Linked DNA regions of Mus musculus: regions 1 and 3 are each linked to region 2. A link is a contact called in public HiChIP or PLAC-seq data. All regions are on one chromosome and are shown on one strand. Each heading gives the region's core, a stretch centred on a gene start, on an enhancer-like site or on the middle of the called end of the contact. The rest is flanking DNA. Distances are from core to core; before and after follow the strand shown. Region 1 has its middle 17 kb from the start of Sfpq. Region 2 overlaps Dlgap3 (DLG associated protein 3). Region 3 holds the start of Gjb3 (gap junction protein, beta 3).

Region 1 (4,271 bases), core at 1,507-4,006, 190 kb before region 2:
AGATTACAGGGCATCAGGACTTTGTTCCTGTGGGCTGGGGGCTTATCTTTGTTCACATAGCAACCAGTTGATGTATGACTTTACCCGGCGCCAAGTGGCAATAGACAGAGGGGAGGTTCCGGCCAGATGGTGTCGACTCAGACAAGATAGCCTTGCCTGTGCGTCCTTGCATTCTTTTTCATCTTTACAGTCAAGAGCCCTGCCCTGGCATCCGGGCTCATGGACAACTCTTTTACATGAATCACAAGTTACAAAATCTCATTTTCCTTCAATACACAGACATACATGCATATATATATACATATATATATGGAATTTAAAAAAACAAATAAAAAACATATGCCTGAACATATTCATGTAACCAATGTGTGGTAAGAATCCCATCAATTTGGTTCAATTTATTTCTTCACCTTCTTATCCTATAAACTGGTATGCACCAGGACTGGAGAGATGGTTCAACAATTAAGGGCATGTGCTGCTATTCCAAAGGACCTTAATTCAATTCCCAGCACCTATGTTGGGCAACTTATAGCCACCTGTGACCCCCAACTCCAGGGCACCAGACCCCACCTTTTGGCCTTCTGAGAGCACCTGCATATATACATGCACGCATGCACACACACCTATGCATACAATGTACCTCATAACCCACTTTATCATCTCAATTAGTATTGAAGTGTTCTTTAGTGAGATGTAGTGAAAATACTACTCTTGGGAAAGCAGAGGCAGGAGAATTAGGAGTTCAAGGTCATCTTCTACATGTTTTTAAATTTTAAAAAATATTTAAAAACAAAATCCAAAAAGCATCCCAAAGGAGTCTGGGAGGGGTGGTGGTTCATTAGAACCCTAAGGCTCAGGAGGCAAGAGTATTGTTAAAAGTTTGAGGCCAGCCTAGGCTTTATAGTGGGTCTTAGTGGTTAAGAGTGTTCATTAGTGGGGCTGGTGAGATGGCTCAGTGGGTAAGAGCACCCGACTGCTCTACTGAAGGTCCAGAGTTCAAATCCCAGCAACCACATGGTGGCTCACAACCATCTGTAACGAGATCTGACTCCCTCTTCTGGAGTGTCTGAAGACAGCTACAGTGTACTTACATATAATAAATAAATCTTAAAAAAAAAAAAAAAAGAGTGTTCATTAGTCTCCCAGAAAATCCAGGTTTGATTTCCAGCACCCATTTGGTGGCCTACAACCACCCACCCATGAACTCCAGTTCCACCAGGCTTTCAGTTCTGACATGCTTTCCCTAAATTCCCTATATTTCTCTCTGTGTATCTGTGTGTGTGTGTATATATATATATATGTGTGTGTGTATGTATGTATGTATATATATGCAAATACTCATACACATAAAATAAACAAATCTAAATGTATGCATATAATTTAAATGTGTGTGTGTGTGTACGCATGCACACGTGTGTAGCTATTAACTCAGCATTTTACCTAGCATTAGTGAGGCTCTAGATTTGAAACTAATGTCAAAAAAAAGTTTGTAATTATTCATAAGACATCTTTGTCTGCTTTGTTTGTTTTTTTTTGGTATTTTTTAAAGATTTTATATATATATAAAATATATATATACTGTCACTATCTTCATACACACCAGAAGAGGGCATCTGATCCCATTGCAGATGGTGGGGAGCCACCAAGTGGTTGCTGGGAATTGAACTCAGGACCTCTGGAAGAGCAGTCAGTGCTCTTAACCACTGAGTCATCTCTCCAGCCCAGGATGTTTTGTTTTGTTTTGTTTTAAAGAAATCGGGTATAGGCAATTCCTTGAGAAGATAGAGAACAGCCCAAAGGAATTTTTTTTATGGAATTGGTTAAAACATCAAGTAAAAGATTAGAAGTATTACTGTTTTAGATTTAAAGGTGAGAAGGGCCAGGCTGATTCCACGACAGGTTTCAAATTGACAATTAAGGAGACTCTGCCTAAATCGCTGTTTTCAAGAACTGGACAATTCCAGGCAAGTCCAGGCCTCAGAAGCTGCCCCACCACCTAGCCTGAGGCAAGGACAATGGGTCAGCAGCAGTTTCCAGACTTCCTCAGCTGCTTCCTCAGCAACAGTTTCCAGACCTCTCCAGCAAGTTTCCAGCCCCCACAACCTGGTAATGGAATGTCTACAGAAATGACCCAGCCGATTAACATAAAGGTCCACTATCACAGAACCCTCTAATGTGCTTTAAATCAGGTCTGCAAGCTCACTTGGTTGTTTCTCTATCTTGGTAATGGAGAGACCCCAGCATGCTGGACTTCAGCAGAATAAAACACTCTTTGCTGCCTTTATTTGAGTCTGGGGTGTCATTGTTTAGGGAATCAAGGACCCTTACAATGATTTTGTGTTAGCATTCTGTCTAAGCTCCATCCCAGTTACCTGGCAACAGCCAGGTACGCTTCTCCCCACAGTTTATCTAGGATCAAAAGTTACAGATTTATGCGACTGTGGTAATTTCCTTTAAAGAGAGGGATTGCAAGAAAAGATAGAAGAGAGGCCACTTGCTTCTGGTCCCTGATGAGGGAGGGAACCGGCAGAGTAGAAACTGTGACCCCAAAGGGATAGGTGATGTGCTTGTATTCAGTCTGGTTTTACAAAGACGCTGCTCAGAGTTTCAGGACATGAGCACCTAGAGGAATCAGCTCTTACCAAAGCACTGTGGCCAATTGTGCAAAGCAGCCTGAGCAGGCAGATCCTCCAGCTCGCTCGAATCCTCTCCCCTAGGGCGCTGAGCAGGCAGCCAGCACGTGGCTCACTCGCTCTAAAATTCAGCACTGGGAAGAAGGCTTGGGGGAGGGGCGGAGGTTGGCTCGCGGGGCTGCAAGCCAAACCTCTTTGGGGATCTTTTCCGGAAAACCCACTTAACACTCTTTCTTTCCCTCCTCGGTCTTCTTTTACCTCTGCCCTCTTAGATTTGTGTTTGTTTAGAATAATTCAACCCCCTCTTTTTGTACTCGGCCCCTCCCTGCTGTCCGCCATCAATCCTGAGGCCGGTGGGCAGCCTGGGTCTGTGGGAGGGATTCGCAAAGATGCTGGCGAGGAAAGAGATGCAATTAATCCAGGCCGTGAAAGAGTGTGGGGTTCGGGAAGAAACGCCTGCCCACGGTCACTCACCTGAGTAATTTGCCTGGAACAACTAACTCTAAAGATTACATTGTGTAAGTCATCCATTATGCTGGAACAACAGAGAGGCTTAATGCAACCCCAGAGTAACTCATTTAGATGCTCTCTTCAGCTAACACTGCCTTGCCTTGAACACAGGCAACAACAGGACTTATACTTACCCGGAGTCTTCGTGCGTGAGCATTTTTCAGATGATGGAAAAACCGATTCTGAATCTGTCTTCTCATTTCTTTATTAGTATGAGCGCCAAGAGAAGGGAGATGCTGCATTTAGAACTCATCTGTTGAGTACCTAAAATTCCCTAGGCCTGGGGACCACAGCCTTTCCTAAAACTATTAGCGTCTAGCCTTCACAATAACGCTGTGAGGGAGTTACTTACGGTCGCCATTGTTGTGAGGTGAGGGAAACAAACGGAAGGAAGAACAGTCGGTCCTTTAATTATCGCACCTTCGGAAAGACTGTTAAAATTCAAAGTCACACTTTGGCTACAGGATGAGTTCATGCCCAACCAGGGCTTAGTGCGTCCGTCTCAAGAAGTAAAAAGAAGGCAGAGGCTATATAGAAGGCACAACAGTTGCCCAGCATGTAGGAGGACCTAGCTTCAGTCTTAGTGTTGGAGAAAGTGAAGTTAGGCTGGGGATGGCTCATGGGTTAAGAGCATGTATTTGTTCTTCCTGATGATTCCCCAGCACCAGGGTCAAGCATGGGAAAAACTCCCTGGAACTCCATCTCCTCAGGCACCGACATTCACATGCAAATACCTACACACCAGCACACAGACATGCACATATACACATGATTGACATAAAAAATATAAAGTGAGACTCATAACTTAGGGTTTGAATTTTTTTATTTTACATAAGTACTCTGTAGCTGTTTTCAGACACACCAGAAGAGGGCATCAGGTCCCACTGTAGGTGGTTGTGAGCTACTATGTGGTTGCTGGGAATTGAATGCAGGATCTCTGGAAAAGCAGTCTGCTCTTAACTGCTGAGCAATCTCTCCAGCTCCAAATTTATCTTTTCTTTTCTTTCTTTCCTTTGACACAGGTTTTCTTTCTTTCTTTCTTCTCTCTCTCTCTCTCTCTCTCTCTCTCTTTCTCTTTCTGCCTTTCTTTCTCTTTCTTTTCTTTTCTTTCCTTTTCTTTCTTTTTTC
Region 2 (4,353 bases), core at 775-3,274:
AGAGAGCGCACTGCAGTGGCTGTGGAGTGGGAGCCCTGCAGTGTGGCAGTGTGTGCCCTGGTCTCCTGCCATTCCTCTCTGTAGAGGATGGAGGTGGGGATGGCTCTCAGGGCTTGGGCTTCCAGAGCATCCTAACATGATGGGGGTTGAGTGGAGGTCTGAGTCCAAGGGAGGGTGAACCGAAGGCTGCAGGGGCCTTCCAAGATAGCCGGATGCTCCCTGGCACATAAGCAAGGGCGGTTGGCTTTATGTGACATGGTGTCTTTATTGTCTATTCCCCTCTCTTTTTTCTGTTTTGTTTTGAGATAGGGTCTCAGGTAGGCCATGGTGATGTGATCTCCAACTCCTGTGTAGCTCAGAGTTACCTCTGTCTGCTTCCATTCCATCTCCCACATCTGGAGGGAATATATCACCATACCTAGCTTCTTATCCCTTTAACGAAGTCTGGTTTCTCCTACTGGACACCAGTGTGCCTGTGAGCCTTTTCCGGAACCCTGCTTCCCCCTCAGAGAGCATCAGTCATTTCCTCTCTGATTCTGTCTTCAGATGGAGCTCTGGCCTTCATTGAGCCTGCTCCCTTGTGAGGGTCTCTTCCTGAACCTTCTAGTCTCACCCTTCCCATGAGTCCCCCTCCCTTAGCCTGGCTCCTTGGATCCTCTCCTCCTTGCTCTGTTTAACCTCTTCCTTACTGCATGTGCTTTCAAAGCCTTGCCAGCCTTCTCTCCTTCCACCTCATTCTTCACCATGTAGGGGACCATCATGGACTCCATCCCATGGAGTTGATCCCTTCCCAACCAGGGCTTCTTCATCCCTCAACTGCCCCTGGAGTAAGAGACTACCTTGACCGGCTCTCTTAAAAACATAGCCACAGCTGCTTTTCTCTAAAACGTTTCTCCAAACCTTCACCCTCTACCGCTTCTTGCCATCCCTTTCTACTTAAAGTCTCAGAGTGTAGGCTCCTTTCCTCAGTTTCCCTCACCTCTCACCACAGTCAGATTTCCACATCCTGCCCTTGAACGTGCCCTGGGCAGTGGTTACCGGTGGTCTCTGGGCAGCAATCCCCTAACAATGCCCCGAACGCCTGTAATAATAGCCCTCATTTACTGAGCGATTTCTGTGTTGCAGGCTCTCTGAATTGCTTGTTTATCTTACCCACCAACCCTTCTGATGCAGGTATAATTACTTTTACCAATTTATAGCTCGGGAAACTGATTCTTAGAGCTTAATTAGCTTTGCCCAAGTTCACCTAGCTAGCAAGTGACAGGGCCAGAACTCTGCCCTGGGTCTCCTAACTGAGGAGCACAAGTTACTGACCTTGAAGAGCACTGTGGCATTTGACATAATCGACTCCCTTTTCTTCTTGAAATGTCTCGTTTCTGTGACATGGCATCCTCCTGACTCCCTCCCACCCCTCTGCCCACTCCTGCTCAGGTGACTTCACAGGCCCCCTTCTCCTTTCTTTTTTTCCTTTTTAAAATGTCAGCGGGGCCTTTCCTCAGTTCTCTCCCTCTTCTCCCTGGGGTGTCCCCTTTACTCCTGGGCATCTGGTTACCACCCTTGATCTCTTTGTGTCTGCCTCCAGCTGGTCTTTACCAGTAAACCCCAAGACTTTGCATAACAACCGCCTTCCTGGGTGTTCCTGGCCCAACTCAGGGTGCTTAACTCTGAACCTGTCACCCCTCCCCAAAATCTGGGGTTCTGTGGCTCAGTGCAGGACAGCCCAGCCCGCTCTACCCCGGGTCCTCAGCCACCGCCCTCCTCAGCCATCTTGGATTCCTCCCAGGCTCCTCTTCCTCCCCCACTAATCAGGCTCACTGATGCTCTTTAGCGCATCTCATCTCCATCTCCTCCTCTTTCCCTTATTCTCATTGTCTTAATTTAGGCCTCATCATCCCTTGCCTGCAGAGCAGCCTCAGCCTCCTAATTGGCTACCCTCCTGCCACTTGAGCTTCTGCCCGGGCCTGATCTCCTGACCATCTAGCTTTGGTCTAGACTGTGGAGTGTGCTGATATGCTCCCTGCCTGATACCCTCTGTGGTTCCTTGAGAGCTGGGAGGGAGTCAGGGGATGGCAAGTGAACGCCTGTTAAAAGGATGGAGGAGGCAGGGGTGAAAGGTCACTGAGGTCAGGCTATGCTGCACAGATGAGGGTATGATTGACAGGCCACGCAGGCCTCTGGTCTTCTCTTCAGCTGACCCTCTTCTGAGTAGCGAAAGGTCTCTGAAGGGTGATGCAGCCACCCCCACAAGAGTGGGGAGACACCCTGACGCATTCCCTTCAAGTCCTCTGTGCCTACTCAAGTCAGTGTGGCTTGCTCCCCCAGCAGGGTAGAGCGCCTCCTACTGCCAGTGGGAGGAAGAACACCCTCTCCTCTCAGCCGACCAGTAACGCGTCTGAGGGACAGAGGCCCTTGTCCTTGCAGGTGCCGCAAGATGACTGGGGGGGTTACCCCACGGGTGGCAAGGATGGGGAGATCCCCTGCCGCAGGATGCGGAGCGGCAGCTACATCAAAGCCATGGGGGATGAGGAGAGTGGAGACTCAGATGGTAGCCCCAAGACGTCTCCAAAAGCACTTGCCCGACGCTTTGCCTCCCGCCGTTCCTCCAGCGTGGACACAGCCAGGATCAAGTAAGGATGGTGTGGGGAAGGGTATCAGAGATGATTCCGAGATCCCGCAGGAACTGTATGTGGAGGCTTTTGGATGGGGAGCCCTGCTTAGGATTCAACAGACTATCTTGCTCTGCTCCAAATGGAGTGGAGTCATGGTCTTTGCTTTAGTGTTTCTTTTGCGTGCGGGCGCGGGGAGTGGGGCAGGGCAGGGGGAGGGCTGTGGGGTGGGGGCGGGGAGGAACCTTTGACTCCGAGTCTCCTGGGTAGTTCTTAGTGTGTTTGGGGGGGGGGGGGGAGTGGGGAGGTGGAGGAAGAGAACCTGGTCAGAGGCCCTGATACCATCAGACCCTCTCTCCACCTTGGCGCACACTCCCATTCTGACTCTGCCATTTGCCTTTTTCAGCTGCTGTGTCCCACCCCGGATCCATCCCCGGAGTTCCATCCCTGGCTACAGCCGTTCCCTCACAACTGGACAGGTAGGGCGTGGCGCTGTATAACATAGGAGGGAAGGGTAGGAAAGGGAAGTCAGTTCCGGGCTCTGTCTAGGCTGTGATGTCAGTCTCTGTGTGGAGAGAGAGCAAGTTTGGTTCTGGGAAAGCCCCCAAAGCCCTGAAACCTGCCTGTGACTTCCAGATCTGACTTGGGCTGGGAATCCCGAAGAACCCACACAAGTATGCTCCAAGTGGTGAGCATGTGTGAAGGGCAGCATCGTTTCTGTTGCGTTCTCCATCCCTCTCCAAGCCTGACTGCTCCAGACTCATAAATGAAAGGGACAGGCAAGGCAGAGTCAGAGCTGAAGTCTCCTGGGCTGTCTGGGCCTGAGTTCCGCAGCCTCGACATCTACTCCCTCAGACCACCTTCCCTTTCAACACCCCTGTTTCCTAATCTTGGAAATGACAGGAATAAACCTGAAATGATGGCTCTGTAATCTTGGCACTTGGGAGGTGGAGGTGGGCAAGATCACAAGTTCAAGGCCAATCTTGGTGTAAAGACTCCGCTCTCAAAGAAACAAAACCAAAAAAGCAATGTTAGTGTTGGAATATCTCTCAGGGGATTTGTAGGAGTTCAGTGGGAAACATCATTCAAACAGAAGGCACTGGTCCAAAACTGTTTTATAAAGCGAGTTCCAACGCTGGAGATGTAGTTCAGCTAGCAAAGTGCCTGCCTAGCATTCACAAAGCCGTGGGTTCAATTCCCAGTGAAGCCTACGAATGGGTATGGTGGCACGTGCCTATCTCAGGAGACAGGTCAAAAGTTCAAGGTCACCCTCAGTTATTTAGCAAAAGCTGGAGGCCAGCCTGGGGCCCAAGAAACCCCATCTCAAAGAAAATACAGTGACCTCTATACCTAAGTGCAGGCCTCCCTTTTCATTAAGCGGAGGCAATGGCAGTTTATATTTGAATGTGGGAACAGGGTTGAATAAAGGCTGAACTACTTACCAGCTGAGTGACCTGGGGCAAGTTACAAGACTTTTGCGCCCCTTCCTTCCCTATTTAAAAACAGGCATCATAATAGCATTCTTGGCACGTAGCCAGTGCTCAAGAAAGGTTAGCTATTTTTACTGTTTGCTGGGGGTGGGGTGGGGTGAGAGCAATGCAAAGAGCCATGCAGAAGACCGTCCACTGGCTCCTATTGTGAGCCTCGGCAGTCTCTCAGTCTCTCCCTTCGTTCCATTTCCTGAATCAAGGATTCTGACTTGGCACAGCTGTCTCTCTGCCTTGAGCCAGTCTCTGTTCCTGGTCCC
Region 3 (4,349 bases), core at 752-3,251, 130 kb after region 2:
TGACTGCTCTTCCGAAGGTCCTGAGTTCGAATACTAGCAACCACGTGGTGGCTCACAACCATCCGTAAGGAGATCTGGAGCCCTCTTCTGGAGTGTCTGAAGACAGCTACAGTGTACTTACATATAATAAATAAATCTAAAAAAAAAAAAAAACCCAAAAAACTTGTTACTAGTTCTTACCTCCAAACCCAAGTCTATAGTCCCGGCATTCCCCAGCCCCCTGACACACACATACTCTTACCTTGCCTCTCTCTGCTCAGACCTGGCCTTGATTCCTCCCGCCTGGAATGCTCTTCCTTTCTACCCTACTCATTAAGGAGGCATCTCTGTTCCAATATCCCCTTAGGGTCTGTTCTCAAATTACTTCGAGTCTGAACCCGCCCTGGTCAGTCTGTTCCTGTTTCCCTTGGTTTTAGTAGCCCTCAAACTCAATTTGCAATTTAAACCTTGGTCTTTTGTTTGTTTGTTTTTGTTCCCATTTATCATCTGCCTGTCCAATTAACATGCCTACTTGACTGGCTGGCTGCTTCAAGTTTGGTATCACTCAGTGTTCATTCAGTAGGCACTGGATTTGCACACTCAATTCAGAGCTTGAGAGTGGAGTTCTCAGAGAGGCTGTGGGAGGGCTGGGCAGAACGGCAGAGGACCAACCGAGCCAGGAATTAGATGGCAGTATTGCTGCCCTCCACAGGGTCTGTCTTTTGAGAATCTCAGTTCTCGACTAGATGGGGGTATCTGGGAAGCCCTAGAGCGTGAAGACCCTTATGGGTTTGGTCCTGGCACTTACTTTTAAACCTTCCAGGGAGGGCCAAAGATTAGCACCTGGATTCTGACCCCCCAGGAAATGCCAGGACTGCGTTTACTAGCTGGGAGAAATCCAAGAGAATTCTGTAATGTCGCTAACCCTGTTCCTTATCTCTTATCTTGGATTACTGCAAGAATCTTCGACTGTTCCCTCCCCAGCCGGCTCTTCCTGGGAGTGCTCAAGGAGAGTGAAGGGGAGGAGGAGTTCCTTCCACCCGGTACCCCCTAAGGATGCCACGTCTGGGGCTCCCCATTTTGGTGCAGGCTACCTAGTCCCTTCTAAGACACACCCCGAGACAGACTCACCTGAAAAGAATTTCTCGCCTAGCCCGTGCTGAGGACTGGCAGAGCCGGTTCTGGATCCCCTGTTGCCCCCCAACTCCCGTTTCCAGCTACTAGAACGATTATTACTATTTTTTTAATCCAGTTTTTATCCAGCTGCGGGACCCAACCGCTCCATCTCTTTCTACCCCGCAGCACTGTGGCTGGCCCCAAAGGTATAGCTCCCCTCTTGGGCCCCGGGCCCCGTTTCCTTCCTTTCTAGACAGTTTGGGAGCTTTGTGAACCTGTGACTCGCGCGCGCGCGCGCGCGCGTGCGGGTGTGTATGTCCCCTTCTGTGAACCTTCCAGTGTCCGGAACCGCCACCTGCTCCAGAATGCTGGTGTATGTATGAGTGTGTGGGGTGGAAGTGGGAGTGGGGGCGGGGAGCAGAGCTTTGGGTTAGGGTGCTCCTTCCCTGCGCTTCTGCAGCATTAAATCTCCATGCTGGGCGCGTGGGCAGGCCCCAGTCCAGCCCCCCAGGGGATCCCCATAGAGAGGGGTTCTCAGCTGCCTTGGATTGTCGCCCCTTCCCGGTACTTACAGTCAGCGGCGCCGCCACCGTGGGAGCCTGGCTCCACGTGCCCAAGACCCACAGCAGAGGAGGAACGAGGCGGGAGCCAAGCCGAGCTCTGTGGCCTCGGTGAGGCTCCTGGCCAGCACAGCCAGAGGCAGCGTGGAGGAGGGGCGGCCGGGGAGGAGCCCGGAGTCGCCTCAGGGATGCAAGTTCTAATCCAGGAGCAGCTGCGCTGACTAGGGAACAGCAGGCTCCTTTGCGGAGGCTCCGCGTGCTCGCCTGTGGAATGGGGGCATTGGTGGCCACTGGCAGGGCTGTTGCAAGGACTGCAATGACATTAGGGTGTGAAACACCTTGCAAACTGTTAAGTGCCGTGGCAGTAGGGATGGCAATAAATGACACGCCTACGCTGGTTACCACGGATACCCCGTCTGCGCCCTGCCCATTTGGATCCCAGCCTGCTGCAAAGTTTCAAAGTTTTCGTACGCTCTTGGGGGCCCCCCTCCCGCCCTGTTTGCATCCCTGATGGCATTTTCCAGGGAGGCAGTGTATCTTTGAGACAGTCTTTCGGGGCTCACACTGTGCTGGCCACCGGAAGGGACACAACCAGGAAAAGAAATCTCAGGGGCAAGGATGGTGTTTGGAGAGATTTTAGATGACCCAGTCTGCCCAAAGGAGTGTGAAGCAGGGTGGGAGGCCCAGCTTGTGAAGGGTGGGAGACCTGCGCTTGAGGGGCTCTGGAGACTAAGATGTTCAGTCTTATTCGTGGGCCAGGACTGAGATCCTAAAAGCCCTATCGCCCCAGGAACGGAAATCCAGGGTTTCCCTGGGATCCCCAGATCTTACTCACAACCTTGCCCGAGGCTTCACTGTCTAGACAGAGATGACTGATGCCCGACCCTGGTAACCATTCATTCCACTTGCTGGGACGATATCCATTGATGCGGGCTTCTGATCTACAAAAGGCAGCCTACATTAGGAGGCTCTGTTACTGTCTCCTACTACCCAGAAGGATTCCCGTTCGCCTGAGCGGAGCGCCTGAGACAAGGTTGCTTCTCTTAGGAGCTGCATATCATTCATACAGCACGCAAAGGAAAGATCTCTGATCTACATTGAAAAGAGAAAAGGAGAGGCCCCGAGATAAACCCAGGGACACATAGAAGTAACAGAGCCAACTCCAGGGACCTCAGTGACGTTGGCATTGGCTACGGCAAAGCCCTGTGGCAGAGGCTACCTTGTGCTTGCTATGGGCAGAGCAATTATCAGCACTATGGCTGGGCAGTGCCAGTTTTGTTGTTGTTGTTTTTTTTTTTTTTTTTTTTTTTTCTGGATGACTCTGCTAATGTGCCTGGGTGATGGGATTGGGGGACCCTGACCCTGCCACCTGCTGCTCATTCTCAATTATTTCCCTAGACTTCAGAGCAAAATGCCTGGTCCCATTTCCTCACCTCCCACTCATGCTTCAACCCACCAGAAGATTTCTGTCCCTGCTGTGCTACAAGAAAAGCCTTGTCAAGGTAACTCTGATCTCCACGATGCTAAATCCCACACAGTAATAAATCCGTGACCTCCTGAAACAGCTGTCACAGAGTCCCGCCTTTCTTCTTGAAGCACCTTCCACCCCCAGCTTCCTTGACACCCATCTCATTTCCTGGTCCCTGGGATACCTTCCATCAGGCCTGTACTGTGGGTGCTCTGGGCCAGGCCCAGCATCTCCTGTCCCAGGTGAGCTCACCCAATCCTAGGGCCCTACCACCCATTCACTGACATGCTCCTGTGTTCACGGCTGGCACTAACAAACACTAGATTGTGCAACCACGACTGCCCACATGTCCACCAGGCTAATAGGTTCTGGTTCTCCTTCCAGAATAACCTGTACATGTTCAAGTATGAGGAGACTTCCTATAACCCATGGAGGGTGCCGTGTGTGCTGCTGTGGGCTTTGTTCCTGCCGGGAGACGGAGTGCTCTCTTTTGCCGTTTTTAAAGAGGTGAATTGTGTTTATACTATAATATGTCCTAAGTCCATCTCACATTGACAGGAGCTAAGGCCGCTTCCAGTTCTTCCTTTGAGGGCTAGGCATATGTGGCTCAGTTGACAGAGCACTTACCAGTCCTTCCCACCCCCTCGTGCTTGCTCTCTCCCATTGTCCCCTCCCTCTTCTTTTCTTTCCCTTCCCACTTATCCTTTCTCCTTCCTCCTATTGCAACACATTTCCTTAAATAAATACTATTTGACCTATCTTATTTCTCTGTCTCTTTCTGTTTGTCTCTCTCTCTCTCTCTCTCTCTCTCTCTCTCCCCCTCTGTGTGTGTGTGTGTGTGTGTATACATTTGGGAAAATGCATGCTTGCTTGAATCAAGGTCAGAGGACAACCTTGAGTGGCAGGCCTCTTGTTTACTGCTTTGTGTACCAGGCTGGCTGGTCTGTGAGCTTTCAGGGAGTCTCCTGCCCACCTCCCTGCCCCCAGCAGCGGTGCTGGGATTACAGATGTGTGTTTGGTTTTGTGTGGGTCTGGAGGATCTGAACTTGGATCCTCATGCTCGCTCTACAAGTTCCTTCCATACTGAGCATGTCCTCAGCCTGAACTCATTGAAAATGGTGTCCACAGGAGCTGGTGGACTAAGGTGACGGCTGGTACTGTTTTGATAGATATTGCTAAGTCCCCCAAGGATGCATTAGTTGGCATTACCAGGACGCATTAGCCTG

Evidence for each region. HiChIP or PLAC-seq counts read pairs in DNA pulled down with a chosen protein or histone mark.
Region 1: a contact with region 2 is called in an H3K27ac HiChIP or PLAC-seq map of embryonic stem cells, with 5 read pairs. The contact joins two enhancer-like sites. A contact is called at or near these places in 1 of 115 datasets of contacts at active chromatin or transcription factors (embryonic stem cells) and 3 of 9 other capture datasets (adipose tissue, liver and pancreatic islet).
Region 3: an H3K27ac HiChIP or PLAC-seq map of embryonic stem cells shows a contact between it and region 2, with 21 read pairs. The contact joins the promoter of Gjb3 here to the enhancer-like site in region 2. A contact is called at or near these places in 1 of 484 Hi-C or Micro-C datasets (embryonic stem cells), 6 of 115 datasets of contacts at active chromatin or transcription factors (embryonic stem cells and stem cell-derived neural progenitor cells) and 4 of 9 other capture datasets (adipose tissue, embryonic stem cells, liver and 1 more).

Annotation. Positions count from the first base shown.
Region 1 is chr4:127,002,540-127,006,810 of GRCm38.p6, forward strand. No RefSeq gene overlaps it. Among named protein-coding and RNA genes, the nearest start is that of Sfpq, 17 kb to the right of the region's middle. Within about 2 kb of position 2,757, at least 68 of the 459 cell types and tissues checked have an H3K27ac peak or open chromatin away from gene starts, as enhancers often do. A contact at or near this core is called in embryonic stem cells, where this site is marked.
Region 2 is chr4:127,197,252-127,201,604 of GRCm38.p6, forward strand. It overlaps Dlgap3 (DLG associated protein 3), which reads left to right. Exons shown (of 12, transcript NM_198618.5): 4 at 2,422-2,627; 5 at 3,013-3,085. Among named protein-coding and RNA genes, the nearest start is that of Dlgap3, 30 kb to the left of the region's middle. Within about 2 kb of position 2,025, at least 16 of the 459 cell types and tissues checked have an H3K27ac peak or open chromatin away from gene starts, as enhancers often do. A contact at or near this core is called in embryonic stem cells, where this site is marked.
Region 3 is chr4:127,328,835-127,333,183 of GRCm38.p6, forward strand. It overlaps Gjb3 (gap junction protein, beta 3), which reads right to left and starts at 2,002. Exons shown (of 2, transcript NM_001160012.1): 1 at 1,668-2,002. Gm40251 (a long non-coding RNA gene) reads left to right here and starts at 529. Exons shown (of 4, transcript XR_868156.3): 1 at 529-1,301; 2 at 3,054-3,157; 3 at 3,508-3,630.